2 separate regions of the Mus musculus genome follow, and region 2 is linked to region 1. A link is a contact called in public Hi-C data. All regions are on one chromosome and are shown on one strand. The core of a region is the stretch at or near the end of the contact, and the rest is flanking DNA. Distances in the headings are between cores, read along the strand shown.

What was found. Hi-C and Micro-C count contacts between places; a contact is called where the count stands out from the background.
Region 2: a Hi-C map of Sertoli cells shows a contact between it and region 1, with 3 times the contacts expected there. The contact joins the enhancer-like site here to the promoter of Trim25 in region 1. A contact is called at or near these places in 2 of 484 Hi-C or Micro-C datasets (Sertoli cells and double positive thymocytes).

Annotation. Positions count from the first base shown.
Region 1 is chr11:88,996,493-89,004,257 of GRCm38.p6, reverse strand. Trim25 (tripartite motif-containing 25) reads right to left here and starts at 4,855. Exons shown (of 9, transcript NM_009546.2): 1 at 4,176-4,855. The coding sequence starts at 4,769. Gm11496 (a long non-coding RNA gene) reads left to right here and starts at 4,822. Exons shown (of 3, transcript XR_388949.3): 1 at 4,822-5,039; 2 at 7,746-7,765.
Region 2 is chr11:89,183,210-89,190,974 of GRCm38.p6, reverse strand. No RefSeq gene overlaps it. Among named protein-coding and RNA genes, the nearest start is that of Gm38759, 66 kb to the right of the region's middle. Within about 2 kb of position 3,849, at least 119 of the 459 cell types and tissues checked have an H3K27ac peak or open chromatin away from gene starts, as enhancers often do. A contact at or near this core is called in Sertoli cells, where this site is marked.

The sequences.
Region 1 (7,765 bases), core at 3,606-6,105:
TAAATGTCAGCTTCTATTCTAATACATTTCTTTTTCTCCTACTCATTTTACAGCTCATGAAATCCAAGCAAGGGGGACAGCAAGTGGCCCAGCTCACAGAGACGTAACAATCTGGAACAGCTGATTCTGTAACGGCAGGGTGAGGTCGCTCACCCTACCACAGCAAACAGCCTTGAAAGTAGACAAAATATCAAAGGTGCTGGAGAACTAAGAAAGCCTTGGCATTTCCAGAAGGGGACCCAACGAAGGAGCCCAACACCCAAGGCTGTCCTCCCCAGGGGAGACTTCCAGGAGGGGGAAGGAAGCTGGGTGAGGCTTTGTCACCTCCAGCAAGGCAGGGACAAATGCACAACTGTACTTGGCCACCCCAGGCCAGGGCCACTGAGGGCTGAGAATCAGGGTAAGCTGGCCACTGGGGCTTGAAAGAACTACACTGATTCAAAACTGTCTGGCTCTCAGCCACCTCCAGGAGCAAGTTTCCTATGTCCCTGCTAAGATAGATCGGTGCCATACAGAGATGAGAAGGGACACTCCACCATCAGTCATGAGGGCTGTCATGAAGGGCTCACACACTCTGCCAGCACCTGACACCTACTACTTCTAGAGCAACACGGAAAAGTAGACATCACTCAGACACGACAGAAGGATGTCGAGGAATCAGGCGACTCAGCCAAGACCACATTGTTAGTAACTGGCACAGGTTACTAACAATGGTACTAAATTTATAAACAAGTGACCAAACTGTGTGTGCTAGGAATTTCTACAAAAAAAAAAATATTATAATAGCATTTCCTTCCCCTAATGAAGCAGCTCAACACACAGTAGCTCTCTCTTCTACTTTCCTGCTTCCTCTACTCCATCAGAGCTGGACCTAACCTTGGGGCTGGATTTGCACCATCCACTGGCACTCGTTAAGGGCCGGATACAGAGATCAAGGCTGCGCAAACTGTAGCCAGAAAGCCCAGATCAGTGATGTTTGGCTCAATCTCTTTGACACAACCCTTCCCCCACCTCAGGTCTCCAACAGTGGCGGAGATAGATTTGGGTCAAAGGGCAAATCCAGGCAGAACTACCTCCCGGGCTGGAAGAAACATACGGGTGCTAGCAACTGACTCAATTCCAGAATTGAGTGCACTATGAGCCCTCCACACTAAAAAGGTTATCCACCATTAAGCAAACACAGATAACAGTCCCCTCATTGTGGATGGGGGTCCACTGCACCCCACTCCAAATCAAAGAGAGGCAGCTTGAGGACTGGTCAAGGATACAGAACTCTGGGAAGCCTGGGAGAGCTTGTGGCAGACCAAGGACCTGGGTCCTCCACGGGGGAGAGAGGGGAATCCTGAGTCTGCACCCCCAAACTAGTAGCCGTGATACTCAAGACTGAGCACGCTTGCCAGGGTCTGGCACTGAGACAGGAAGAACAGCAGCTGGGTTGAAAAACATATGGGCAGGAGGTTGGCAGGAGGAATCCTGGTATCGGGATTAAAAAGTCAGCAGGAATGGCCGCTCACTCCTGGCTGGGGAGGCCCCTCATGCCCCCACTTACTTCTGCCTTGGTAAATATGTACTTATACAGCAGGGTACTACTACAGGGATTGATGGCAAGTCCACTTGACTGGGACAGAGACCAATCTGGACACTTTGTCCTGCCTGGGGCTGCCCCAGAGCACAGACCAGGGTGCCCAAGCCCAATAATAGAACCGGTAGGTAGTAACTTACATGGAAATCTTGCAGAGAGTTGACTTATCCACTTTCGCTTCTTTTATTACATTCATTTAGTTGTGTGTACACGTACACACACACACACACACACACACACGATCACATGCATACGGATTGTCGAGTCAAAGACCAGCTTGCTGGAGTTGGTTCTCTTTTTACCATTGGTCCCAGAGATCAAACTCAGGCCAGAGCCTTGGTAACAAGTCCCTTTACCAGCCAAGCCACCTCCTTGGCCACTGGTTATTTGTGGTTGTCTTTCTGAGACAAGAGTCTCACCCTGTAGCTGACCTGAAACGATGTAGTCCAAGCTGGCCTCAAACTCATGATTTATCTGCCTAAGCCTCCCAAGGGCTGGAATTACAGGCATGAGCCACTACACCAGCTTCACTTCACCCAAGGTTCACTGTAACTGGAGCATGCCTTTTTTTTTTTTTTTTTTTAAGATTTATTTATTTATTATATGTAAGTACACTGTAGCTGTCTTCAGACACTCCAGAAGAGGGAGTCAGATCTTGTTACAGATGGTTGTGAGCCACCATGTGGTTGCTGGGATTTGAACTCCAGACCTTCGGAAGAGCAGTCGGGTGCTCTTACCCACTGAGCCATCTCACCAGCCCTCACTGTAACTGGAGACCATCATGTTCCCCATTTTATTCTTCTGTAGCTGGAAGCTACTGCTGGGGGTCACAATTTAAACCAAGATCTTGGCACTGAATCTGGGAGGGACCTCTTAAGTGCCAAGCCTCCTGACACCGGATCCTGCCTCTGCGGCACTTCCCTGGTGGCTCTTGACCTACCCAGAGATCTGTAGGGTCTTGCCCCAAGCCAAACAGCTAGCTCTGGTGGTAGCAAAGACAAAAGCACCAAAGGCGGGGCAGACTTTCTCCCAGAACAGCTAGACTTGGAGGTATCCGTACCCCGTACCCACATGGGGTATACTGAAGAGAACTCTAAAGATGTTACCTGTAGATACAGGTGCCAAGAATCAGAGGGAAGACATTCTAAGGGACCTGACTAAGACCCAGACAGGCAGGCAAGGCCAGGGAAGGGCTGTGGCAGGAGGAGGGAGCGGAGCTGAGATCTTGGCACCACACAGCAAGGCTTGCCAACCTCACCCAGGTTTCCAATTCCTTCCACAATGTTGGGACAGGCCTCAAGTTCTCAGACGTTTGAGAGAGAAAGGAGATCAGATCACACTTTGACAAATGTACCGAAGAGAGGCAACAACTGCTTTGAGTCTGTAATGGGGGGGGGACCTCTAAAGCCACTAAAATCATTGCAACCCCACAAGGCCATTAGGAACCCTGACTCCCTGACACACGCTTCCAGTCTTTAGCAAGGCGGACCCAGGTCCAGAGGCCCAATTCCTGCTCAATTTCTTTTTTCTTTTCTTTCTTTCTTTTTTTTTTTTTTTTGGTTTTTCGAGACAGGGTTTCTCTATATAGCTTCAGCTGTCCTGGAACTCACTCTGTAGACCAGGCTAGCCTCGAACTCAGAAATCCACCTGCCTCTGCCTCCCGAGTGCTGGGATCAAAGGCATGCGCCACCACGCCAGGCCCTGCTCAATTTTCACACAGCAAGATGGACTACACCAACTGAGCGCGTGCGTTTAGTCTCAGCACTTGGGAGGCAGAGGCAGGCAGGTCTCCATGAGTTCAAAGCCAGCCTGGTCAATATAGCAAGCTCCAGAACAGCTAAGACTACATAGTGAGACAGTCTTAAAAACAACCAAAAAAGGGCTATACCACAGTGCCAAAGTCACAAGCAGGGATTTCTGAGGCTCTGTGTTCACACTCACTATCCATTCACACCCTCCTCAACAGAGGCTTCTGTTACCCTTAACCTCAAGCTTCCAAGACTGCTCCATGCTCTGGACTCAACAGATCTGTGGTCTACAGGGAAAAAGGAAACCAGAAGCTGTGACTCAAAGCAGCCTGGTTCCTGCTAAGCTAATTTCTCTGGGCCTGTTTTCCTGAACTAAACAGACACAGCCCTGAGCTGTGGAATGAACTAAACAGACACAGCCCTTTCGTGCTGCCAGGATCTGAAGGGGTTGGAGAGGTAACCCCCAGGGTTCCTGGTTAATATTCAAAACTACTGAACTCCACTGGACAAACACAGACTTGGGGCAGGCACTCTTACCTGTGCCTTCCGTTGTGCTCTATGTAAAATAGAACTAAGAGGGCTGGAGAAGGCAGGCGATAATGGATGAGCGGGAGGCTATATAAAATCTACTTGTTTGGTCTGTGGGGATGGCTTCCTACTGCCCAACTCCCAGACTGCGGCCCACGGAGCCTAAGGCCATGAGGTCTGTGAAGGAATGGGATCTCTGGCCCAGCAAAGCCTATCTCCTCTAGCAACCCACTGTACTACAGGGATACCCAGGATGGCCTCTCCACAATTCAGCTGATCCAAGCTGTCCTCTATACCCTCAACCAGCCACTCCCTACCTCCAGGTCGGCGCTGGCTTGACTTAGGGTCGTAGGGGAGCAGGTCTTGTGCTCTACCAAGCAGATATGGCAGATGCACTCGCCATGCTCGGGACAAAACAATTCCCGAAGGCGGTTGTGCTGGGTACATTTGCGGCGCAGAAGGTCACGAATGGGCGACTGTAGGGGGTGATCCTGGAAGGCCGGACTGTCGAAGTGAGGCCTCAAGTGCTCCTGGCAGAAAGAGGCCATGCACACGAGGCACGTCTTCACTGCGATCTCCGTCAGGCAGTGGTCGCAGGCCACCTGGGTGGCTGCGCTGGAGGCGGAGAAGCGGGCAGGAGGCGTCCAGTCGTCCACCGGGGTCCGCGCCTGCTCGGCCTGCAGGAACTGCTCCACCACCGCGCACATTACCGTGTTCTTTTGCAGCTGCGGGCGCACCTGGTACACTTTGCGACATTGCGGGCATCGGTACGGCGGGCCCTGGACGACCCACGTCTCATCCAGGCATGACATGCAGAAATTGTGGCCGCACGGAGTGGTGACAGGTTCCTTGAAGAGCTCCAGGCAGACGGAGCAGGACAGCTCCTCGGCCAGAGGATTCAGCTCCGCCATCGCGCTCGTGGGCTCACCCGACGTGACGCGCAGGGACAGCTGCGCACCCTACCGCGCGGTACTTAAGAAGCAGCGAGGAAGGAATCGAAACTGAACAGGAGGGGCGGCGCCCTGGGGCTTCAGGAAGTCACGTGGGTCCCTGGGGGCCGGACAGTGGGCGGGAGGCTTCCCTCCTGGTGCTGGAAGCCAAAGGTGATTATGGGACCTGGGGAACTCTGATGCTCTCCACACCCCGCGGACCCGAGCGACGCACGACCCAAGGGCTACCAGGTGCAGTTTCAGAGGCACTCTGCAGATGAATTGTCGCAGGGGCTGGAATATTCCCACCCTCCTGGTCGGGGCCTACGTCCTAGCACAGTGCAGCAGAGCTTTGGAGAACATTCATCTGTGTCCCCGAGGTGTCACCAATCATCCCTCCAGAACAGGACCGGTCTTATTAAAACTCAAAGCCAAACAGAACAAAATACTGTTGACCCAGAGCTTGGTGGCTCGTGCCCGTAATTTAGTCACTTAGGAGGCTGAGGCAACAGGATTGCCGTGAGTTCGATGTCAGACCGGGCTAGAGAGTTAGTGGCCGTCTCAACATCTAAAAATAGGGTTGGGGAGATGGCTGTACAACAGAATATGAGACCTAAACACAATTACTAAAACCCTGGTTAAGACTGCACAAAATTGACACCCCCCTCCCCCAATAACATACACATAATAATTTAAGGAAAAGAAAAGAAACAAAACACAATTCTATGGACTGTGGCTGTCTTCCCCTTCCCTTCCCGCTCCGTTCCCCCTCCCTTCCCCTTCCCTTCCCCCTCCCTTCCCCTTCCCTTCCCCCTCCCTTCCCCTTCCCTCCAGCTGTGCTGCCTTTGTATGCAGCTCCCTCTTCTTTCCTGATGGTGGGCTCTGACAAATCTCCTCCCAAGCCCTAAAGGCAGGACCCTATGGTCATCCATTCAGATCTGGTGTTCCTTTTATGGTAGATGATCTTTAAAACAACAACAACAAAACCTAATATTACAAAAGTTGGGTGTCACAACTTTTGCCCCAAGTCAGCTCCAGCCACCGGTCCTTAAGCCAATTAAATGAGCCTACTTAAAAGAGGAAAACAGAAAAAAGAGACCCAGCAAACCCCTCAAGTCCACCTTCCCCGTTCTGAAGTGAGAACAGAGTTAAAACAGAAGGCAAAAATATTTGTATCTAAGTGCCAGTCCAGACCTGGTCCAGCCTACCAGTGGCCCATCATTGTCTGGGATTCAATCTCATTTGGTAAGCTGTTCTGTCCCACAAGCTGTACTAACTGTGAAATCTTTTCCCAGGAGACAAATTCTCCCTCTGGTCTCTCCCAGCATGAGATTCCAAGGAAACTCCCATTTCTCTGGGGTTCACTGTTTCAATAATGTAACAGATTGAGACACAAGTGTCTCTTAAGAATTTCTTCATCTAAGCCAGATTGGTTATAATACTTTTAAATTGGGTGAGGTGGGACACACCTATTATCCCAGAACTCTCTCTGGGGAGACTGAAGCAGGAGGAACTCAAATTCAAGGCCAGCCTGGGCTACATAGAACCCACCCTACCCTCACTTAAGTAATAAGGGTCTGGGAATATAGCTTGGTGGTAAAGTCCTTTGCCTAGCAATTTTCAATACTGAAAAAAAAAAAAAGAGAAATTTTTACTCACTTGGGATTTGGGGACTCCCAAATTTAACAAATGTTTTCTCTCTTATATGTGCACATACAGTATTTTTTAAAAAAAGATTTATTTATATTATGTACATTGTAGCTGTCTTCAGACAAACCATAAGAGGGGTATTATATCCCATTACGGATGGTTGTGAGCCACCATGTGGTTGCTGGGAATTGAACTCAGGACCTCTGGAAGAGCAGTCAGTGCTCTTAACTGCTGAGTCATCTCTCCAGCCTTCACACACAATTTTTTTAAAAAGATTTATTTATTTATTATATGTAAGTACACTGTAGCTGTCCTCAGACACTCCAGAAGAGGGCGCCAGATCTCATTACGGATAGTTGTGAGCCACCATGTGGTTGCTGGGATTTGAACTTGGGACCTTCAGAAGAGCAGTTGGCGCTATTAACCACTGAGCCATCTCGACAGCCCCCTTCACACACAATATTGAAGCTTCAATTTTTTTTTTTCAAAATCATTCATTTAGGCTTACATTGTTTTTAGTTCTGTAAGGCAGTCCTGCAATCTGGGCTGAGTGCAGAACAGAAGGGTGGACAGGAGAATCCGAGTGTCTGATGGGAAATTCCACTGTGGGAAAGAAGCTCCTTGAGGGATTATGGGAGTTTACCTTGGATGACAATGTTAAGCAGCCAAAAGGACAAGGTAAATATCTCATAGTATCTAATAGCCATTGTTTATGAGGCACCTACTGTGTGCCAAACAAATGGAGAATATTACCAAGACACCTTTACGAAGCCCTAAGAGGGGCATCCTACATCCATTTTTATTGTGAAGGTCAGGATACTGTTACAAAGGAGCTGGGATGAGCTTGGGGCTGCCCAGCATAACATCCTAAGCGCTGGTTCCCCTAAGTTTCATCACATGGACTTCTGTTTCCACAAGACTTATCATCCCATCTATTCTGGTTCGTATTTTGGTGGTGGTAGTTGTCTGCATGGAAAAAGAAGAAAACATTCTGCTGGGGTGGAAGGCTGGGAGTCCTTACCACAACCTGTGAAGTAGATAAAACCATCCCACTTTACAGAGAAAAAAGAAACAAAAAGGCTTAGAGAAGCCAAGCAATCCAGCCAAGACAATGGATGCTGGCACACGCCCTATCTGGTTCCAGAAGGCAAGTATTTCCTACTACAAAATGCTGCCTGCCTGTCTGCCTGCCAAGGGAGGGAGGAGACAGTTTCCAGGAAATGAACAGTATAGAATCCACCTCTAACCTAATTATCGTGGGTGGAGGAGTCTGGTGACTCAAGGGGAAATGTGGAATTCTCTTTCTAGGCTGAATCGTTGAGAAAGGC
Region 2 (7,765 bases), core at 2,600-5,099, 190 kb before region 1:
ATATTTTTAAAAAGCCTAGCAGGAAAAGTATTCACCTTTCGCCTTCTTGACTTTCCTTCTTACTTCCCACCTTCTCTCTGCTGCTTCCTCAATGACAGCAACCCATATTTCCAGACTTCCAAAGTTGACTGAGGACCTAGTGGCTCTCCAGGAACCCTCTAGATCTTCAACACCAGACTGGGACAGCTAAGCTTCAGGGACTGAACAACTACTGGGTTCTTAGCCCCTCCAGGGTGAGACAGGTGTTGTTGAAATTTTGACATAAACTGATTTAGGAAGGTAATTTTTTTTTTCATTCTATCAGTTCTTTCACTGGTTAATAGGTTCTTTTCCTGACTAATATGTTTGATTTTATTTTTTTTCCAAAAAAAAAAAAAGAAAGAAAGAAAGAAAGAAAGAAAAAAGAAAAAGAAAAAGAAAAAGAAAAAGAAAAAGAAAAAGCCATGTTCTCATCCAATGTGGCTTCTGCCACTTGTGTTCCCACCAGTCATGAATGGATGGTCCTGCTGCTCCACATCCTGTTTACTGTTTGGTGGGGTTCGTGTTCTGGATATAGGGCGTTCTAACGGGTATGTAGTAGTATCTCACTGCTGTCCTCGTTGGCATTTCCTACCTAAGAGCATCTGGGGTAGAACAGCCCCCACCTTGTTAGCCATCTGTGGACCTTCTCTGCTGAGGTGTCTGTTAAAGTCTTTGACCCATTTTTTTTTTCAATCAGGTTGTTTGTTTCTTTTTTTTTTACTGCTGAGTTTAAGAACTCTTTGTGTGTCTCGGATGACGGTCTGATGATGTGGCCGTTGCAAATATTTCCTTGCCCACTGTGTCTTGTCTTCTCCTTCTCTGGACATTGTCTTTCACAAATCACAAGTTTCTCGTTTAATGAAAGCCAGCTTACCCGTTAATTCTTTCATAGACAATGCCTTTGTGTGGTATCTAAAAAAAAAAATTGAGGTCACAAGATTCTCTTCTACGTTATCTTTCAGGAGCTTTGTAGTTTGGTGTTGTGTGGTGAAATCTATGGCCCTTTTGTGGTTAACGTTTGTGAAGAGTATACCATCTGTGTTTATATTCTAAGCTGGCAATTATTCTAGACCATTTGTGGAGTGCTGTTAGACTACTACTTTTTTTTTTTCATTTTATGTATTTAGGTGTTTTGCCTACACTTATATTTGAGTACCATAGGCATGCAATGCCCACCAATGGGCCAGGAGAGGGGCTGGGGCTGGGGTTACAGTTAGGAGCTGCCTTGTAAATGCTGGGAATCAAACGTGAATTCCATACCAGAGAAGCAAATGTTCTTAACCACTAAGCTATCTCCACAACTCCGGATCACTAATCATTTTTATTTAAGTCATTCAAATACGTTAGGAATCTAGGTCATATAGTAGGATGACTTGAACACAAATGACATGAAGAGTTCTCCCCAGCAGGAGCCTTCCAATGGGAGTGAATTGGAGGCTCCGACCACCATAAATTCCAAAACTGAGATTGTCTCAGAATAGGCCTTGCTCCAGCAACCAGTGTGGCAAAGCTGTACTCTCTTGTGACATCCATAGGACTTCCCAATGGACTGGAAGCCATGCAAATAAGCTTTCAGGAAAGGAGGAGGGTTTCTGATATGAGAAGCAAGGGTGCCAGTCAGGATAAGCACAGCTTTCTTCTTTGTTTCTTTCTTTCATTCATTCATTCTTTCTTTCTTTCTTTTCTTCCTTCTTTCTTTCTTGCTTTCTCAACTAGATGAAGTGAATTATGTAAGTGAGATGAGTAATGCCAGTAACAGCTATGGATATATAGATAGTATTATTTGGGTAATATATGATTGCTGTTGGCATTTATCCAGTGCCTGCTCTTGATGCTGCCCACAGTGACAGCAGTGACACATTTGACACGTTGAGAAAGGAGACCTAAAGAGGTCTGTCACCTTACCTACAGTCACACAGGCTCAGGTTCAGCCTCCAGACCCTGAGCTCTTCCCTGCTCACCATAGAAAACGGAGCTGCTTCAGTTCATGGTCTCTGGCTGCCAAGCATGCAGTGTGAGTGGCTTCTCCCTCCTCTCGCAGAAACTCTGCCATTCCTCTTTAGCTCTGTGAGCGTCGTCAAGGGTTTGCAGTGTGCTTCCTGCAGCATGTATGAGCCAGCACTGGCTGCCATAACAAAACACCACAGAGAGAGCTTACATCTACTTGCTAACAGGCTGGAGGTTGAAGAGCCAAGGTCAAGGTCTGTTGGGGTGTTGGGGTTCATTTTCTTCCCAACTTATACGTATTGCCTCTTCACTGTGTCCTCACCTGGGGAGGAGACAGTCCTCTGACTTCTTTACCCACTGGATCAGAGTCCCATTCTCATGACCTCATTTAACCTCAACTACCTCCTGAAGTCTGTAAGTCACATTAAGGGTCAGGGCTTCGATCTGCAAATTTGGGATGGGGGGGTGGGGGAGATTGCACAATTCAGCCCATAGCAAGCAGTCCCTTAGATGAAGGAGACCCCATATGCTCCTTACTATGTGAGATTGAGAGCCACCTTGGAATTCTGCCAGCAAGACAGCTGTCACCAGATGTAACCCTTTGACTTAATAATATCTCCAAAACAGTGAGTCAAATAAGCGTCCTCTCTTTGTTTAGGGAAAAAAAATTAAATAACACACAAGGAAGAAACTTTCCATTGGCATCTAATACTGAGCATGCCCACAATTGAGGAATTTTTAGGTCCAAGAAGAGGAAAGCAGGTCCAAACCCTGCTTGTCACAAATAAGCGCATGTGACCCGCCCATGTTAGGGGATTTGCCTCAAGCCACATAGTAGTAAAGGCTAATGAACTTATAGCCAGGGCTCCTGATTGCAAGGGTGTAGCAGGTTCTGTTGTTGAGTCTTACGGGAGGATAGTGATTGGAACAGTTTAGACTCGGTCCTCATTAAGTGGTGAGCAGCATATAATTCAGTTTACGTCTTCATGAAAGCCTGGGGGAACAGGCGCTGTCCACAGGTGAAGAAGGCTGTGATGAGGCTCAGAGGTGAGGAACCTCACTGGGGCTCACACGGCTTCTGTTGATGGAATCAGGACCTGCAAATCTGAGCTGCTGCACCATTTGACCAGTGAGCAAGTACCAGCCAAGGAGAACCCACAGTGTCCCAAGGAGGTCGCTTTATCCCTTTGAGCCAAGATTTCTGACCAGGTTAATGTGTGGAGCGTGAGGAGTGTGGCTGTGCCAGGAGTAACAAGGTGAGGAAAGGAAAGAGAGGCAAGCCTCATCAGCTACCCTCCGTCGCTACCTTCCCACGCAGGGAGCCCATGACTATCTGTCTCAACTAAGACACCAGCACACTGGATTTCCTCATTTTCTCCTTTACCTTCAAACTCCCCACCTCTTCATCAGTAGTTAAACCAGCCTCGCAGACAAGTACGAACCGTGCCAGCCCACCCTCCCCTCGGGCGGCAAAGGAAATGAACTTGGCATTTCTAGAGTCCTCACCTGGCATGAATCACGAGGCAGCCCCAAGGGACCAGGGGCAAGGCTGCCTGTCAGGCTGACGGGCCATCTCAGCTTCCCTCCCCGCATGGAAAAAGGAAGGTGCTTACAGAAGAAAAAGTTGGACTGCTGGCTATGGCCCAAAAATGACAGAGGCCCCTCGCTGCCGCTGGCTGCCCCTGGCCCAGGGAACAATAGGGAGGCGCTGTCAGGAAGTGACGCTGAAAATGTCATCCCCCTTGTACCTCCTTCAGCCCCTGGCTAAAGGAGGTTCCTGGAGGGAATATTTTTAGTTTGACAAATGAAAGCCTGGGACCGAGGACAGGAGGGATTAAGGGAGCTCTTCTCTGACACTCCTGGAGACGGAGAGATGATGAGTCAGACACAGAGGGCTTAGGCGCGACTTCGCAAGACATTCCTCAGGCGTGAGCACAGGCAGGCAGCCTCTGGAATGCCTCCCGCTGGCCGCCAGCCGGCCCTGGGCGGCGGGTGAGGAGGGGCTGGCCTGGAGAGCAGCTTCTCCGCCCTCCCCTTGGCACACTGTTGGACAGCAGCTTTGGGAGATCAAAGAGGCCGCCCCAGTGGCTTTCCGGAACTGGGATTCAAAACCCGGGGTGCACTGGGTTCGAAGCCAGCCTTTGCTGCTTCCTGGCTGGTATGGTTGGTGGTTCCTCATGTCTTCTTCTATCTCCAGTCGTCTCATCTACCAGCAGGGAATGTATTTCTGCCCCAAGAAGATGTGGAGAGGAGGTTGCAGCTTTGAAAAGGCATAGAGGGCCTGGAGAGATGATTCAGTGTATAAGAAATCTTGCTCCACAAACATGACGACCTGAGTTTGAAATCCCAGCACGCAGTTAAAACGCCGGGCATAGTTCTATGTGCCTGGAACCGGTGCACTAGAGGATGCAGAGGCAGATAGATTTCCCACACTGAGAGTGTCCAGCTGAGAGAGAGTGAGCTTCAGGTTCAGTGAGAGAGTCTATCTCAAGGCAGTAAAAGGAACATACCCAAAATCCTGCTCTGGCCTCTGCATGTGCACACATAGGCACAGACACCTGCATGCTCCTATGTGCACACACACACATACATACACACACACACACACACACACACACACACACACACACACACGTACAGGACACACACTGATATAAAGTCACCCCAGACACGGAACCCAAATCTCTCACCACAAAGAGAAGCACTTGCCATTTAGTGAGTGCTCTCTTATAAGTCACTCTGTGATCAGAGTCCTATCGCTCAACAGCTCTGGGAAGTGTACGTCATGTTCCCTTCCTTCTCACAGACACAGACCCTAGGAAGGTTCTCTGGCTTGCCTCAGGTTGTAGGGCTAACCTCTGAGATGCTGGCATAGACGGGCTCTGCCTGACTCTGAAACCCGCATCTCATGTCTCCGTGCTAGAGAATCACTGGGCACAGAGCCAGAGTGCAGACTCAAGTAGCAGGTGGGAGCAAAGGAATTGCCTGGGCTGGAGCCTGGGCCCTTGGCAGCTGGCCACTATCATTGTCACAGACCCAGGGCAATCAGTGGGCAGCCAGGAAGGTGCGGGGGGGGGGGGGTTCTTTTAAAGTCAGAACCTGCTCACTTGGGGAGAAGAGAGACTGAGGCAGCCAGCAGGCCCTAGCTGGCTTCTCACTTTTCAAACAGCTGGCTTGGGTGGGTGCTCCCAGGGACCAAGTCACTGAATAAATTCTACAACCCCCCCCCCAAAAAAAAGCAAGTCCATGCTGAGCCACCCATCCCATAGTCCACACATGGCCTACCAACTACGGCTTGGCTTTCCCAGGAGTATGGTGTGACTTTCCCAGGAATACTCAGAGGCAACGCAAGTGTACTACTTCTCAGAAATGTCAGGAGAAAGATTTTTGTCCTGAAATTAATATCATTTCCCTCGTTAGCACCCTCCATTTAAGTAGGTCAATCCGTCTCTTTAACTCATTTTTGTCCCCTCATGGGACGTTGATAGACCTATTTTGTTTTAAACTAAAAATAAAAGGTAGTCCGTGAATTCAATTATTTTCTTTGTTTGGAGGACATAAAGAATGAAGGGGAGGGAAGGAAAGGGAGGGAAAAGTGAAGAAAGTTACATGTTGTGGTAAATATTATTTGGGGGTTCCTATCCCACCTTAGGTTGCTTGGTTTCCAAATTGAAGACACAAACCTTTATGTTTATAATAACCTTAACACACCAGAGCTGCTATTCTGTCTACTTTCCTGTCATCAACCCCAGTATATCACTTGTCATATTCCATCTGGGCCATTCCTACTGCAACAGGCTGGCCTTCGTGGCTATGCGCTCACATTCTATCTATCTCATGGCAATTCTGTCTTCTCCTCCCTCTTCTCCCTACTCATGGTTCCTGCCTCAGTCCCCAAGCCCAGGAACCTAAGCCCTGCCTACCCCTTTTCTGCCCAACTACAGGCTGTAGGCGTCTTTATTGACCAATCATGGGTAACTTGTGGGGCAAGGTTTATACAACAAAAGCTTGTATATGCGAGAATCTGCTCATCTTGAAGCCACCGAATCTTGGGGTACAGAACTGAGCCTTTGTATACAAGCAGCTTCAGACCAACCCACTAGAGTTAAAGAGGAAAGGAAGTTAGTTAAGATGGGAAGAGGAAGGGGAGAGGGGGAGAGAAGAGGTTTCTCAGAGTCCTCAGATTGTCACATCACACTCCACTTGTTAGCAGGAAGGACTAACTCTCCTATAGCCACTAAAGGCCATGAGACTTCTAATAGGTCCACTCTTTATTCTCCCAAGGAATCTCACCCCCCCCATACACATCCTGGAAAGGTGGGTACAGGTGGTGTCCCTGTCTCATTCTCTTATTTTGTGTCACTCTGGAAGACCTAGATGGAATCTCCTCCGCGATTCAAGATTCTAATGACCCCCCTAAGCTCCTGTGTTTGAGGACTTCTCTCCAGGTGACTATGCTGTCCGGGAAGGTTGTAGAACTTCGGGGCATGGGACTTGGCTAGCAGATGTTGACCACGAGGAGTGGGAACCTTAAGGATACAGCCTGGCTCTGCTTTCGGCTGGCTCTGCCTTTCTGATCCACCAAGATGAACCTCTCTAGCCACCATGACTTCTCCAGCAGAATAGACTGTACCCTAAAAAACTGTGAGCCAAAATCAGCCTCCCTACCTTCAAGGGATCCCTCTGACCACTATGTTGTTGCTGTGATGAGGAAAGTGACTCACACAGGGAGCAAGTGGCCTGCTTTGACCTGATGGCCGTGGAGTGCATCTACCACTAAAATGATCATTCTGATCCTTCCCCTCTACCCAGTTGGTCTTGACTAAACTGGGTGGGACTTAGAATCCCACAGAAACAAAGTTCTGGGTACCCATATAAATTTGGGGCTGCATCATTCCTCCAGCTGGGGTCTCAGACTACATTGTCAGCCTTTATGTCTCTCGCTCTCTGATTAAGGACACTAAGTGTGACCAGCCATACAAGGGACCACCCATGTGAACTGTGAGACTAAAATAAATCCTTCCTTAAGCAGATTTTGTCGGGTGTTTTGCCGTAGCAATAGCTAAAAAGTAACGAATGCATTTCTCTGTTGACAAGACACAGAGGCCCCAGGAAGTTCTGTAAGGCTTGTCTGTGACATGGGAGTTGTTGATACCTGGCTTGTAGAGAAGAGTGCAAATTAGTTGACGAAATGGGAAGAGATGAGAGAAAGACAGGGAGAGAGGAGAGAGGGAGGGGATAAGAAACAAGGATTATGTGTGCATGGAACGTGACAGTTGCTCAGTAAACAACAACTGGTATCTCTGTTACTGCCTTGGCTTTGTTTCCAGTCACTGTGATAAGATGCTCTGACAAAAACAACTTAAAGGAGGAAGGGCTTATCTGGTTCATCCACCCAAGTGACAGTCTATCATTGTGGGGACGTCAGTGCAACAGGAACTTGAAGCAACTAGACATACTACATCCACAGTCAAGAGCAAATAGCAGTGGATTCATGTATGCTTGATATTACTCAGCTCCCCCCCCTTTCCATTTTATCCAATTCAGGATACCCTAAGGAAGGAATGGTACCACCCACAGTGGGCAGGCCTTCCTACGTCAATCAACATGATCAAGATTCTCCTTCGCAAACATACCTACAGGCTAAGCTAATCTGGACAACCCTTCATTGAAATGCTCTTCCCAGGTGACTCCAGATTGTATCGTCTTGACTCTTAAAACTATCAGGGCTGGCAAGTGTGCTCAGTGTGTCAAGGTACTTGCTTGCCAAACCCAAGGACCTGATTTTGATCCTTAG